Regions from separate parts of the Zea mays genome. Here all the other regions are linked to region 2. A link is a contact called in public Hi-C data. All regions are on one chromosome and are shown on one strand. The core of a region is the stretch at or near the end of the contact, and the rest is flanking DNA. Distances in the headings are between cores, read along the strand shown.

What was found. Hi-C and Micro-C count contacts between places; a contact is called where the count stands out from the background.
Region 1: a Hi-C map of ear shows a contact between it and region 2, with 2.1 times the contacts expected there. The contact joins the promoter of LOC100276492 here to the promoter of LOC103654128 in region 2. A contact is called at or near these places in 2 of 25 Hi-C or Micro-C datasets (ear and tassel).
Region 3: a Hi-C map of leaf shows a contact between it and region 2, with 2.6 times the contacts expected there. The contact joins the promoter of LOC100191720 here to the promoter of LOC103654128 in region 2. A contact is called at or near these places in 6 of 25 Hi-C or Micro-C datasets (endosperm and leaf).

Annotation. Positions count from the first base shown.
Region 1 is chr4:176,844,357-176,848,976 of Zm-B73-REFERENCE-NAM-5.0, forward strand. It overlaps LOC100276492, which reads left to right and starts at 2,118. Exons shown (of 9, transcript NM_001374061.1): 1 at 2,118-2,311; 2 at 2,467-2,565; 3 at 2,644-3,083; 4 at 3,199-3,400; 5 at 3,494-3,661; 6 at 4,587-4,620. The coding sequence starts at 2,144. LOC100303995 (60S ribosomal protein L23) reads right to left here and starts at 1,875. Exons shown (of 4, transcript NM_001414267.1): 1 at 1,830-1,875; 2 at 964-1,248; 3 at 106-147. The coding sequence starts at 1,842. LOC111591458 (small nucleolar RNA snoR137) reads right to left here and starts at 652; the gene lies at 516-652.
Region 2 is chr4:177,062,261-177,066,528 of Zm-B73-REFERENCE-NAM-5.0, forward strand. LOC103654128 reads right to left here and starts at 2,895. Exons shown (of 1, transcript XM_020551909.2): 1 at 1,951-2,895. The coding sequence starts at 2,593. The coding sequence ends at 2,267.
Region 3 is chr4:176,925,444-176,930,420 of Zm-B73-REFERENCE-NAM-5.0, forward strand. LOC100191720 (5-pentadecatrienyl resorcinol O-methyltransferase) reads left to right here and starts at 1,600. Exons shown (of 2, transcript NM_001137149.1): 1 at 1,600-2,666; 2 at 2,765-3,193. The coding sequence starts at 1,746. The coding sequence ends at 3,097.

The DNA of each region.
Region 1 (4,620 bases), core at 868-3,367, 220 kb before region 2:
ATTCCGGAGCCATTCCGCTTGCTGTATTCTGGCACCATTTTCAGCTATGCCTACACCAGAATAGTTGTAATGCACATAAAACCAACAGAACGTTCAGGAGTATACCTTTCATCTCTCCCTTTGGGTTCACAATCACTCCAGCATTGTCTGCAATATCACATAAACAGAACATTACAGAAGCATGAACCACGAACCAAGGCTGAAGTAAATGTGGTGTTGACCACGAGCAGCAGGTAAATAAAAAGAGTTGCTGATCACCAAATGTCTAATATAAATCTCTAGACATGTGACAGGCACAAAAAATGTTAAAAGACAGAATAAATAACTCAAATCAACTGCAGGTCGACACCAAATTATACCAAGGCATAACCACATAACTAGTACAATCCAGCCAAGATGCAACATCTAACTTGCACATATTCACCGTTGCTAGAGTTTGAATTAAAAAACATGAGAACATGCTATTGGTATCTGAGCAAATAAATAGTATTGGTCATTGTTTCGCGAATACTTCAACATGTGCCAGGAGACAGGTAACACTGCACAACGGGAAAATGCACAATGCTGTTTAATACTGGCCAATTCGCTTATATGCTTCCTCTTGACAAATGACCAGACTGCACGGTCACTCTTTATTAGGTAAAGAAGCAACACTTTTTGTGCAGAGAACATCAAGCTTCCTAAAATCTAATCATAATTCCTCAGAACAAAGTATTCTAGAGTACAAATTTGCAACAACAAAAAAACAACTATGATATCTTGGTCATCATGTTTACTAAAATTCAGAAATAATATCAAAAGTAGAATGTTAGCTAAGCAGACATCACACTCTAAAGAACCAAAATCAAATGAAAAGAAGACTATCCAAGAGAACTGAATTCTGGGTAATTCTACAAGGACACAGAAGCTCAAATGATTGGACCATTGCAGAGTCAATGCACCCAGTCATGATAATAAATGTACCTTCAAAGTACATGTAGACACCATCCTTTCGGCGCCATGGCTTGCGCTGCCTCACAATGACAGCTGGCATCACCTTCTTCCTAAGGTCAGGCTTTCCCTTCTTCACAGTTGCCATAACCATGTCACCAACACAGGCAGAAGGAAGCCTGTTAAGGCGCCCCTTGATTCCCTTCACAGAAATGATGTAAAGGTTCTTGGCTCCAGTGTTATCAGCACAGTTCACAGTGGCTGCCACTGGTAGACCCAGTGACATCCGGAACTTGTTACCAGCAGAACCTCCACGTCCTGCAGTTCAAAACATATTTAGACCACATAACTACAATGCACCAGTATGAAGCCCAAAGTTTGTTTAAAGAAAGCTTTCAACTAATTGTCAAGTAATAGAGGAACCTAAGTCAGAGTAAATGATAAAATACAGAAACACCTAGTATAGATTGAGAAACATGGCATGATGTGCTTCAATAAGATCAAATTTGCTAAACGACGCTGCCACCAGTCATCTAAATAGCATCATCTTTCAATCTCAAAGTGGATCTGACTACTAAGTAAGGACAAGCATATAGATGCCATCCCAAATAAACTAACATCTCAAACACACTCAATGTCTAACCTCGAATCTAACTACGTATCAAGCTCATGACCGTGGCATCAAAATTCAGAATAGTTCGTTTAGAAAGTTCACTAATCCCGAACCCATCAGCTGTGACATCAGATGGTCTACTCGTTTACGATGGATTCCAGATAATGCAAGGACTTACGCATCAGAAACGAAAATTTTCAACTTATAACCTGAACGATAAACTATAACAGAACAAGCGGCAAACCATGCACGAGAAGATCGAGTGGGAAGGGAGCATTGGATTTACCTCGCTTCGACATCTTGGAAGCGGAGAGGAGCGGCGGAGTGGCGGCGGCGCGGGGTGGACAGGTTGGCTCGTTTATACGGTGCCAAGGTTAGGGTTTTGCGGCTATTATTCGAGTACCCCTTGTAACAATTTCAGCTGAATTTTCAGGTCCTCAGGCTAGTATGTAGTGCGAGGTGCGCGAACCATAGAACCGAGTGAGTGATAGAAAAAATAAAATGCATAAGTATAGGGTTCTGGGTGCAAAGTAAAAAGTTCGGGATTTCTTGCGCGTTAGTCCCTTCGGAAGTCAGGATCGTGAGAAGGAGGCTCGGGAAATGGGGTGGGCGCACCCGGCGGTGACCATGGAGGAGGTGCTCCGTCTGGTGCGGGGTTTCGTCGACGTCCTTGTCCTTGCCGGCGGCCGCACCTCGTCCGGCGCCGCTGCTACTTGGAGCGCCGACGAGATCAAGAAGGCCCTCCGGTGGGCGCTCTTCTTCGAGGAGGTCAGTGGCGATCCCTCTCGCCTCCTGCCCTTCGACTTCATAACGTCTTCTCCGTTCCGCTTTCTTATGCTAGAAGTCTGCAGAATTTCTTGTGTCAGTGAGTGCGTCCGAGATATGTCTCCTGAGTTGCTCCATTGTGCTTGCATTGTGTTCAGATTTTCAAGGACCTGCTCGACTCGGGCCAGTACGAGGATTCTGCAAGAGAACTCGATGCGGCACTCCTTGAGCTCACTTCAAGTCCCGAGTTCCCTAAGGTGCTTCTCCATAGCTTGTATGGTGTCTGCGGTTATTCTGGGGGGTTTTACATGTAGTGAGTTCTGTTACATGTGCAGGGTCTTGCTGCTGTACGTTCAGATTTGCTATCCATGGCAAGGGTGTTGGTTATGCGACATTTTCTGAAACCAAACACAATGAGCGTGGAAAACTTTTGTGCTCTTCTTGAAGCGGTTGCTGGCATGGATATTGATGGCATTTGTGCTAGTGGTGCGCACAACGCATGCCAAGAGTATGCTGAGTCAATATTGAATATGAATACATCATGTTTTGCGCAGACCATGAATGCTTGTGATGGTGGACTTCCCACTAGTTCTTATGATCTGCGGGCTGAATCCACGGGCCATTCATGGATTATAGTTAAAGAATTTCAGAAGACGCTGGATTCGGCATCGTGTGGACGGTTGGCTGATAGAGGACTGGAAACGTTTTTGAACAGTGTGAAAAGGAACATCTTGGAAAATGGTAGTAATAAGCCTTGTGTCCCAGCAATTCCGAAGTAAGCATTCACCTTTGATATATTGCCTTCGGTTATCAAAATCCACATTTATGTGTCCTTTGTTTTACATGATACCATGCCCAGTCTGAACTCACTCAATGCTATTACAACACAGAACATCGCAAATGATCGACGAGTTTCTAATGTGGAAGCAATGGAGAGCAAAGTGTTTGTCATATTTGCTTGATCAACGGACCATTCGAGTTCTGTCTGGAGCTAGTTTGATTTTTAAAGCTCCTAAAGAGCAGTGGATGAAAGTGTTTGAGCCCTTAAAAAGTATAGAAGAAACATGTCATAGTGGTCTTGTTGAAACCATGGTAACTGCTCACCTTTTAGCCTTCAACTGTATACACTTCTAGTATATAAACTTTCTACATTGTCACATCAACATGTATGCGTTATCTTTGTAGGAGCTATGCTTGCTGGGTTCGATTACAAGGCGATGGAACACATTGATAGAGGGCTTCATGTCACACACTTTCTGTTCCATTCCTATATCCAAGAAGCACGCTGATCTGCACCAGTGCCTTCACAGAACCTTTCAGGACAAATTCCAAGACGAATATCTTAATTTGGAGGTTTTTCATATTTTGGTCTTATATCATGTTCATAGTTTGCGAAGTATTCTGTACGTTAGAAACTTTAACTCGGTGTGAAATTTTTGAAATGTGGGGATTGTACCCCTCTCAACCAAGTAGGTATCCGTACATCTTAACTCTTAAGAATAAATTCAGGAAGGTTTTCACCTAAATACTGAACACTGATTGTGTCTTCGTGCAAACTATCAATGGTGTTTCTGTGAATCCTCAATGTACTTATGTAACTAAAATATATCGAGGGCCTACGATCAAACTTCTCTGCCAGAACTTGTAATGGGCTGTATACCAAATCAGGTCTTCGGTGCACTTGCTGTAACTGTGTTTACACATGTGAGTATGTGACAGGAAACTGACACAAAACTATTTTTTGTTGAAAGCTGCTAATGCTCAGTCCTTAGTCTACATTCAAAAATGGTAAATAACATTATTAAAACCAATTACTTGTCATACTACCTTGGTCTAGTTTGATTTACAAGTGATGCTCGACCAATTTAAACAATACTTGAGTCAGTGAACTGTAAGTTCCAAAGAAAATTTCGTAGATTAAAGGTCCAACATAGTGTCTACTGTCTATTTTTTATCAGTAAGCGGTCCAAAACCTACCAGGATTCATGGGCCAGTGGAAGGCTCCTACTTGATTAGATATATTATAAACGAATTAATGATTTCAGAAAATAAATATTAGCATAGAAAGGTTAGGAACTTGCATGATAGTTCTAAGTAGTAATGATTAGCATGCCTTTCAGAGACCTCTCAGGAAATAAATTGCATAACGGACCTGTCACAACTCACAATAACAATTGTTAGCAAGACGGCATATATTTTAGAATCTTGGTATCTACGATGTTTCGTTTTCTCACACCTCACGAAATAATGTATCTTCATCTAAAGCTTCGAACTACAGGAAAAGGATATTCTTGACTATGCAAGACAGACAT
Region 2 (4,268 bases), core at 1,645-4,144:
TTAGATAATGATAATTTTTTATGTGCATTTATTTAAGAACAAAATGGAAACTATAAAAACGTACTCCGTATTTATTATAGCACGATGGAACCATGTTATTAGGTTCGTCGTGAAGTATGTTTTTATAGTATTTACAGTCATACTTATGGCTGACAATGGGCCTCAAATTTTACACTATAAAACTTAAGGGTCGAATCGGATTAGGATCGGGCTTTATTTTTATTCATTTTTGAACTATAAATAAGTTAGGGCCCTATCAAATTGTGAAGAGTCATTTGGATCGCGATCCATTACCACCCCTAGTCATACTTGTTGCTATAAACAGGCAACTGAGCACATTCGCCAGATTCTGACAGGCGAAGACGAACTAGCTAGGCGGAAGCGGAAGACGACAGGATTAGACGGCAAAGGCGATCCCGACCCGAGCCGGGTTTCCGTTCCCAACTTGGGCGAAGAACCCCTCCCGAAATCGTCCCAGGATACACGTCGCGATGCTACAGATTCGGCCCATCCTCTCACTGGGCCCGTTTAATAAGCGAAGTACTTACGAAAGCCCATAGGGCGAACGGGGAGCATGGGACCGGGACACGCACAGCACACCAGCGGACGCGGGCTCTGCTATGGCCTATGGCTAGAATAATCGATACCGTCCTTTGAGTGGTCAGTCTACGTATCTGCGTTGCCAAACCCATCCTTCTGTTCGCCGCCCCGGCAGGAAAGGTCGCCGCCGTCGACGCAAATTTTATCGCTCTCAACCGTGGATTTCTCTATTTTACCACCAGTCACACAAATCATAGACATAAATGGTCTCACAAGTTATAGATAGAGGGTTGCTATATAATAGCAGAGAGCCCACGTTAGAAAGGCTAAAATAACAATTTTTTCGCCGTCCACCGAGGACCAACATTCTGCAGCCAGGGCAGCGTAACGACACAGCGCTTTGCCTTTGAGGGCCATCAGGCGACAGACAAATGATGGTAAAGATAAATTGTCCCCCTCGCAATTTATTAGTTAAGGCTCAAATAAAATTAGTTAAGGCAGCGTAACGACACAGCGCTATGCCTTTGGGAGGGATACATAGGTGGTAATAGATCACGGTCCAAGTGTTTTTTTTTCACAGTTTATTTAAGTGTTTAACTAATTTTATTTTAAAGACAATAAGAAATAGAGCCATATCGACGCCATCATTTCATCGGATCCCATAGACGAGACGACGTAGCATGAGCACGCGCGATACATAGGCTCTATTTGGGACAGCTGCTGCTTGTTGAAAAAGCAGCTTATCTGATAAGCTGGTAAAAAGCAGCTTCTGCTTGTTGGCTGCTTTTAGTTTATTTTGAGAAACAGCTGAACTGATAAGCTGCTGCAGAAACTGCCTGTTTGGCAGGACTTTAGCTTAAATTTGTGAAGAAGCTGAAAATAAGCTGTGCCAAACAGGGCCATACAATACAGCTGGAGCTAGCTCTGTCTCTCTGGCGCGGTGCGGAGACGTGAAGCTGACTGACGGGCAACGGATGCAATGGCTACTGTATATAGTATATTTGAGCATCGCATTTGCTGTAGTAGCCGACAGGCGCGTACAGTCACGGCGCCAGTCAAATCAGTTGCGAGCGAGCTGCCAGTCGGCCATGCCCCTGCAAATTGCAATGCATACCTGCCTGTCCGGCCGCTGTCACGCGTGGAGCTGCACTGCACTGCAGGGGCCGTCAGGTCAGGTGATGCGAGCGAGACCAAGCAGAAGCAGACACGACGCGTGCTATGCTATGCCTATGCTATGGTATTGTACGTACAAGCTAGCAATCAGGGTGTGTCATGTGTGTGTGTGTGGCTGGTCCAGCACAAGGCAGAATTATTATCAGTACGAGCACGAGCAGGGAACGAACAAGGCCGCTCCCGCTTGTAAAAATCTGCTTCCGGTTTGAGATGATGACCATATGGACGAGATTTGAGTTGAGCACAGCAGCAATAGCGGAAGTTTATCAAGTAGTAGTAACGCGCGCGTTCGATGCTCATCTTTTTGTACATCCATTTTCATCATCTCTGATAAAGAAGAAAGAGAGGAGAGGCGGAGAAGAATTAAGAAGACAGAAGATATAAGCAAAAAGAACAAGCTGACACGAGACGCCTAGCTACACGGCCGAGCGACCACCAGGAGGAACAGGAGCTGGGCTTCGAGCCTTCGACCATCACCGCTCGCCGGAACGAAAACGGACGGCGGGCGGGGCTCACGTCACGGATCTACCACCTACCTCTCTCTGGCCTCCGCCTACCGATTGGAGTCCGGGTTGGGGCCGCTGGGGACCTCGTGCTTGCCGTCCCGGAGCCCCTGCCCCGCGGAGTTCCACCTCCCGCGCGGCCGGGGCCGCCACGCCGCCGCGGCTGCCGGGCGCGGGAGGTCGCGGCGGCCCCACGGAGAAGACGCGGCGTGGAGCTCCTCCGTCTCGTCGCTGTCGTCCCCGTGCTGCCGAGCCGCCGGCGCGAGCAGCACGAGCACGGCGCAGAGGAAGGCGCACAGCAGGAGTAGGGCGAGGAGGAGCGGCGGCGGCGCGGCGGCGCGCGGCCCAGCTGTGGCGGCGCATTGAGCTCCTGCCATGAGCAGCGGGGGAGGAGCCGCGGGCGGGCGTCTTCAGTGGCTGCAGCAAGAGCCGCGGCCAACGCCCATGGGCCGAGCGAGAGTGCGGGTGCGGGAGAGAGCAGGGCAGCCAAGCAAGCAAGCCAGCTAGTAGAGCTGTGTGGGTGTTGGGTTGGGTATTCGTGGGAGGTGGGTGAGGTGAGGTGACCTCGTTTCACTTCACGCCGCTGCACTCCACTCGACACACACACAGTGACTGACTGTTAATGTCCCCGTGCCCGGTGATATTTGTGAGCAGGGAGGGGGGAGAGGCCCGGCCGGGACAGTCAAGCAAATAGAATGGCGACATATATTGAAAAGGACGTGAAAAAAAAAACCTTCTCTATCGTTCTGTTCTATGATAGTACTATACGAGCTACTGTAGAGGCTAGAGCATGCATGTATAAACAACGATCTTTGGAAAGGCTCGAGGAAGGATGGCAAGGAAGAAAGCTAACTAAGAGGCCGGGCAGACAGGCTTTTCCATGTCCATGGACAAGCACAGGCTGCCTCGTCGTGTCCCCAACGTGGCCAGTCGTCCCTTCACTTCACTTACCTCGTAGACTTTGCTTGGACAGTTCAATTTCAAGCACTCAAACTCCATTAGGAATATTAAACGCAGCACCAGACGGGGAAGAAGGAGCCAAGATAGGGGTGGTAATGGATCGTGATCCAAATGGTTCTTCACAAAATGTCAAGGCCCTAAATAAATTATAGTTCAAAAATGACTAGAAATAGAGCCTGATCCTAACCCGATTCGATCCTTAAATCTTATAGTGTAAAATTTATAGCCCATTATCAGCCCTAGCTACAGATGAATCAGCCTTTTGATCTGAGCAAGCCACCGGCCGAGCTAGGAACGAAGATGAATGTGGATGGCATCAATTTCGTGTTAATTAATTAATGTCGACGAAAGAAACTGTGTAACAACAAGAACTCCGTAGGTACTACAGTCCATTTTTGCTAAAGTAGCACTAGGAACTAGGTAGGAAGTAGGGCACCCACATCCCTGAGTTGTGGTTGTGGTCTAGTTTTGCCACTGGCTGGTTATGTATGTGTCCACGTTTGACGCTGCGAAGGAAAGGTCTCGGTCTCGGTCTCGCCGCCCGACTTTTCGAAGCGCCCGGGCGCGGCCATGAGCACGCAGCAAAGTATAGACTGCCAGAACAACTAAATTGAACAGCGCAATGAGCGATGCATGCATATATATATATATATAATTTTGACAGAGAAAACACATGCTGCAGTTGTATATGAAACTAGTTGGCATGGAGTAACGAGAAGACCAAGAACCCGGCCGTGATGAACCTGAACACCGGTTTCAGCCGGGCTTTACGGGGGGGCATCATCAGCACTCAGCAGCAGTCAAGGGCGCCTTGTTCTTGGAGCTCCAGTCCAGTGCCCTTTTTTTTGCTCTTTCCTTTCTGGACACTGCAGCTAGCCTGCAGTGTTGGCTCAGTCAGGGCTAGCTAGCTTTTGTGCGTGATACGCGCCTGCGCCGCGGCCGGCCCTTTCCACGAAAGAGCAGAAACACGCGCGTATGTTCAGTGCTGAGTGGATGCTATTCTTATTTCTTTTTGCAAAACACAGCAGTTATATATTAGTCCTATATATACACGTACTCCAATGTCTAATCCATTCCAATGTGTACAGGATT
Region 3 (4,977 bases), core at 350-2,849, 140 kb before region 2:
TATAAAACACAAACAAAGTCAGAAAACCATGAAACTTGTCCACGTGTCATGATAGCATATGTACAGGCTGTGATAAAAATTTTAGAATGTTTGGAAAAAGTTGTGAGACACTATGTGTAGAAACCTAGAGGACTACACATGAAATCATAGAGTTTCAATGTGGATCTTCTAGGTTTCTACACATAGTGTCTCACAACTTTCTCCAAACATTCTAAAATTTTTATCACAGCCTGTACATAAGATATCATGACACGTGGACAAGTTTCATGATTTTCTGACTTTGTTTGTGTTTTATACAATTTTTAAACATGTGGATGCCAAGTTCACGGCCATGTTTAGTGAGCATGTTTCTCGAAGTTTCTGGTACGCTTCTGGAATCGGTCGTAACTTATGCTAAGTAACATGAATATCATTTTTTCATGCACGGTTTTCCAAGTTTCGAGTGACCTGCAGTTCAAATTTGAATTTTCCGAAGAATTTGAAATAAACGAACTAAATCTACTAACGATTGAAAACTCTGTTATAATTGTCCACAAATGATACATGTAGGTCTACATAGTGTAGGAACATACCACAAAAAGTTTGGGAGACAAAATAAAAAAAATAAAAATATACTTTGCCGAGTGTTTAGGGATGACACTCGGCAAAGCCTCCTTTGCCGAGTGTCAACCGTTGGCTCTCGGCAAAGACTGACGGACGTCAACTTTTGGACGGCCGCTGACGGCCCTTTACCGAGAGCCTCCTTTGCCGAGTGTTTGACACTCGGCAAATGTGTCTTTGCCGAGTGGGGTCCGGTGCCGAGTGTCCAGCACTCGGTAAAGAGTCTCTTTACCGAGAGCCTAACTTTACCGAGGGCGGCGCTCGGCAAAGCCGTCTTTGCCGAGTGCCCGACAAAAGACACTCGGTAAAGAGGCCAACACTCGGCAAAGACTCGGATTCTGGTAGTGATTCTCTAATGGAGAAATTCTCCGCGAGGAATCAGGATCAGGCTCATTGCCATCTCTAGCTGCGATTGGCATCTGGCGGTTGGTTGCGAAGTCGCGTCTTGTTCCTGCACAGTCGCAGTGTGTTTGATCTGCTTGAAGATGTGATCCGACCGCTGCAATGCGTACCTCCCAATCGCAAATTTTGATTCGCGATGATTGTGGAAGGATGTGTCTATTTAGAAGAAAAAAAGAGGATAATTGTGCTGACATGTGATACAGTTGTTCAGACCCAATTGCGAGGTGGTGTGAACAGTGTCGTGGAGTCCAGCCATCCTAGTTACAGTGTTTTACTCTCACAAGTCACAACGGATGCAGACGCAGCCGAATACGGATGTTTGCATTGCACAATGAACATGATTTTCTTTTAAAAAATCTCGTAGTGCAGACATATGTTTTGTTTCAATATGGATAAATAACTGTTTGTTTTCTTGCACGATGAACAAGAGCGGCGTCGAGCGTTTTTCTTTCCTCCTCGTCGGCGCCGCCTTGCACTTCCACGCCTAATCAATGCAGCCGTAGCCGCCACTGCGCCCAAAGTCAGAGCCAGCCGCTCATCGTCTCTTAAGAGCTAGGGGTACTCTCCTAGCCAAACACATTTCTTGAGTAGCTCTAACTTTATGTGAAGCTTACTTGAGCTGAATTGTAGAAGTGAAACATAAATTTATGGAGTTGGAGTTGGACCTATGTCAACCAGGGCCTGATGATAGTACTATATATATGTAAACACCCACAAGCTAAACACCTCAGCAAAGAAGAAGAATGGCGTTGCTCGGCGAGTACAGCAGTCAGGAGCTCCTCCAGGGTCAGCTCCAGCTCTGGCACCAGTCCCTGGGCTTCTTCAAGTCCCTCGCGCTCGCGGTCGCCATGGACCTCCGCATCGCCGACGCCATCCACCGCCTCGGTGGCGCCGCCACCCTTCCCCAGATACTCGCGGAGGCCGGGATCAAGATCGACCCGTGCAACAACAAGCTCCGCGACCTGCGCCGCGTCATGCGCGCGCTCACCGTGTCGGGCATCTTCACCGTCGTCCAGCGACCAGCGTCGTCGTCAGATGGAGGCGGCAGGCGTGGCGCAGAAGCGGAAGGTCCGGTCTACAAGCTGACGGCGGCCTCCCGCCTCCTCGTCGTCGGAGAGAAGGAGAGCTCGACGACGGCGACGACGAGGCAGCTGCCTCCTCCTCCTTCTCTGACCGTTTATGTGCAGCTCTTACTCGAAACCTGCCGAGGATCCGCGTTCAGCAGGGCCGTGCGCGAGTGGTTCCAGTTCCAGCAGCCGCCGCAGGATGATGGGCAGCACCAGCAGCCGGCTGGCCGCCTGTCGTCCCCGTTCGCCCTGGCGTGCGGCGGGCAGACGATCTGGGAGCGAGCCGAGCGCGACGCCCACGCGTTCCCGTTCGACGACGCCATGGCCTCGGACACCGCCTTCCTCATGCCGATCGTGCTGAGGGAGTGCGGCGACGAGGTGTTCGGCCGTGGCCTGACCTCCCTCGTCGACGTCGCCGGCGGCCTCGGCGGGGCTGCCGCCACCATCGCGGCGGCCTTCCCGGACCTCAGCTGCACCGTCCTGGACCTCCCGCATGTCGTCGCAAAGGCAGCTGCCGGCACCACCGACAGCAACGTCCAGTACGTTGCCGGTGACATGTTTCAATGCATCCCACCGGCGGACGCGGTGTTGCTCAAGGTACGTGTACGTCCGGTCCGATTCGATCCATCGCCGGATCCAGCTCGCGACGACATTATTCTATCACTATATAATATTGCTGTCCTGTCACCGTCCAGTGGATTCTTCACGACTGGAGCGACGACGAGTGTGTGAGGATACTGAAGAACTGCAAGCAAGCCATACCCCCACGAGCGGCGGGAGGGAAGGTGATAATCATAGACATGGTGGTGGCCGGACCAGGATCAGGATCCGCGGACGATGAGCCGTCGGAGTCGGACTTGAGGCACGTAGAGACGCAGATCTTGTTTGACCTCTTGATGATGTGCGTCAACGGAGTGGAGCGAGACGAGCAGGAGTGGAAGAAGATCTTCTCCGAGGCTGGGTTTCAGGACTACAGGATTATGCCGCTTCTGGGCGTTCGATCCATCATCGAGCTCTATCCTAATTAAAATTAGTATACTGAATTGAAAGCTAAGCTCGCCACTCGCGACAAGCTTGTTGTGGTTGTGGCTGGGCGTGTGGTGGTGATCGAACGTGTGTTTGCCATGCTCAGGGATCCATGCATGCTATATGTACTCCCTCCGTTTCTTTTTATTTGTCGCTGGATAGTTCAATTTTGTACTATTTAGCGACAAATAAAACGAAACGGAGGGAGTAATAAAATAACATCCACTACATGATTGATTATATCGGTTTCGATCCATCATAGAGCTGTATCCTAATTAGTTTTTACTGAATTGAAAACTAAGCTCGCTAGTCGGGACTCGGGACTGGCTCGTTGTGGCACGGGCACTATATATGGCAGGGCGTGTCGAGCAGACAAGCATGCATGTGCGTGCAGTCGATCCCCACGCTCTCATGTTATCACTTTGGGAACCATGGATGCTCGCTGTAAATGCCAATAAAATAACGGGACCGCAGGCGATTGTTAATTCAGACCGTACATGATCTTGATTATAGCCATATATATGAAACAAATCTTTTTACGTCTCTATTCCGTTACCCATGAGCTAAGGCTATTTCTAAAGTTATGTTCGGTATATTTAGCGTAAGTTAGTCTCCTTTTTTTTTCTCTCTAGCAAGGCAAGCGGACGCTCCGGTAAAATAGTGGACGATGCCAGCACCCACCAAACGTGGCGTCTCTCTTTGTGCTCGCTATCGTGTCTCCGTCTTTACTCTGCGGCCACTCGAAAAGTTTTCATCACACTCGTCACCCCTGCTCCGAGCAATGAAGCAGGTTCGTGTTTGTTCGAAGGCTTTCGCTTATGTTTCTTTCTGGTAGAGATTTGAGGACTGTAGTTAAGAAGGCGCCTACGAAATCTAGTGAGAAGGCATCTCTGTGAAATCTAGTGAGAAGGTTGCTTGCTTCGCCATGGCCTGCTCTGGCGCTACATACGGCCAAACGGTGCCGCCATCGGCGATCTCAGCCTCACCATCAGACGTGAAATCTCTTGTTGAAGTACTCCCGCACTGCCACCGTTTCATCTTAACAGTCAGTTCTTGGTGGCTAGGAGACACTCGTGAATCTTGAGGGCATGCGATACTTGTAATGGTATGTATGCATAGAGAGAGCATGTCTTATATCGTGGGACAAGAATAAAAAGTGGTTACGCCTTATATCCTAGGACGAAGAGAATATTATATGAATTCTGTTATCACTTAGATATAGAGGACTGAATTTAGATGACGTTGTTGAGATGAAAAAGATGTAGAGAACGAAAACTTTAAGATAGTGTTGTAAAATACAGAGAATATTGTTTTAGATGATGAAATTTAGAGGACGTTACTGGAGACAGCCTAAAGCACACATTTTCATCGTCGAACAACTAATTTTATATCTTCGCGTTGTCATCTATGTTTTAGTCCCCGAAGGGCGGTAGAACATTTTTGGCAACATGTGAGCACACGTTTCTATGACCGAATAGTCATTTTCATATCTTCTAGAACATTTTTTGGCAAAATGTGAACACACGTTTTTATGAGTGAATAGTCATTTTCATATCTTCGATCTCTCACTAATATTTTCATCCCTAAGGCTAGTACGGTCGTTTTCCATGAACTATGTAAGACTGTTTTTTCATGATCAAACATTGTTCTTCATGTCTTCAATCTGTCTCGGTAGGACTCTTTTTGCATCACGTTATAACACATTTTCATCGTCGAACAACAATTTCATATCTCATGTTTACCATCCATATTTTGGTCCCTCGAACTGGTAAGACTATTTTTAGACTCTTGTGAGCTATAACACACATTTTAATGGACGAACAACCATTTTTATTTCTCAGTTCCCTAACCTAAATTTTGGTCCTAGGAGCACGATAAAGCA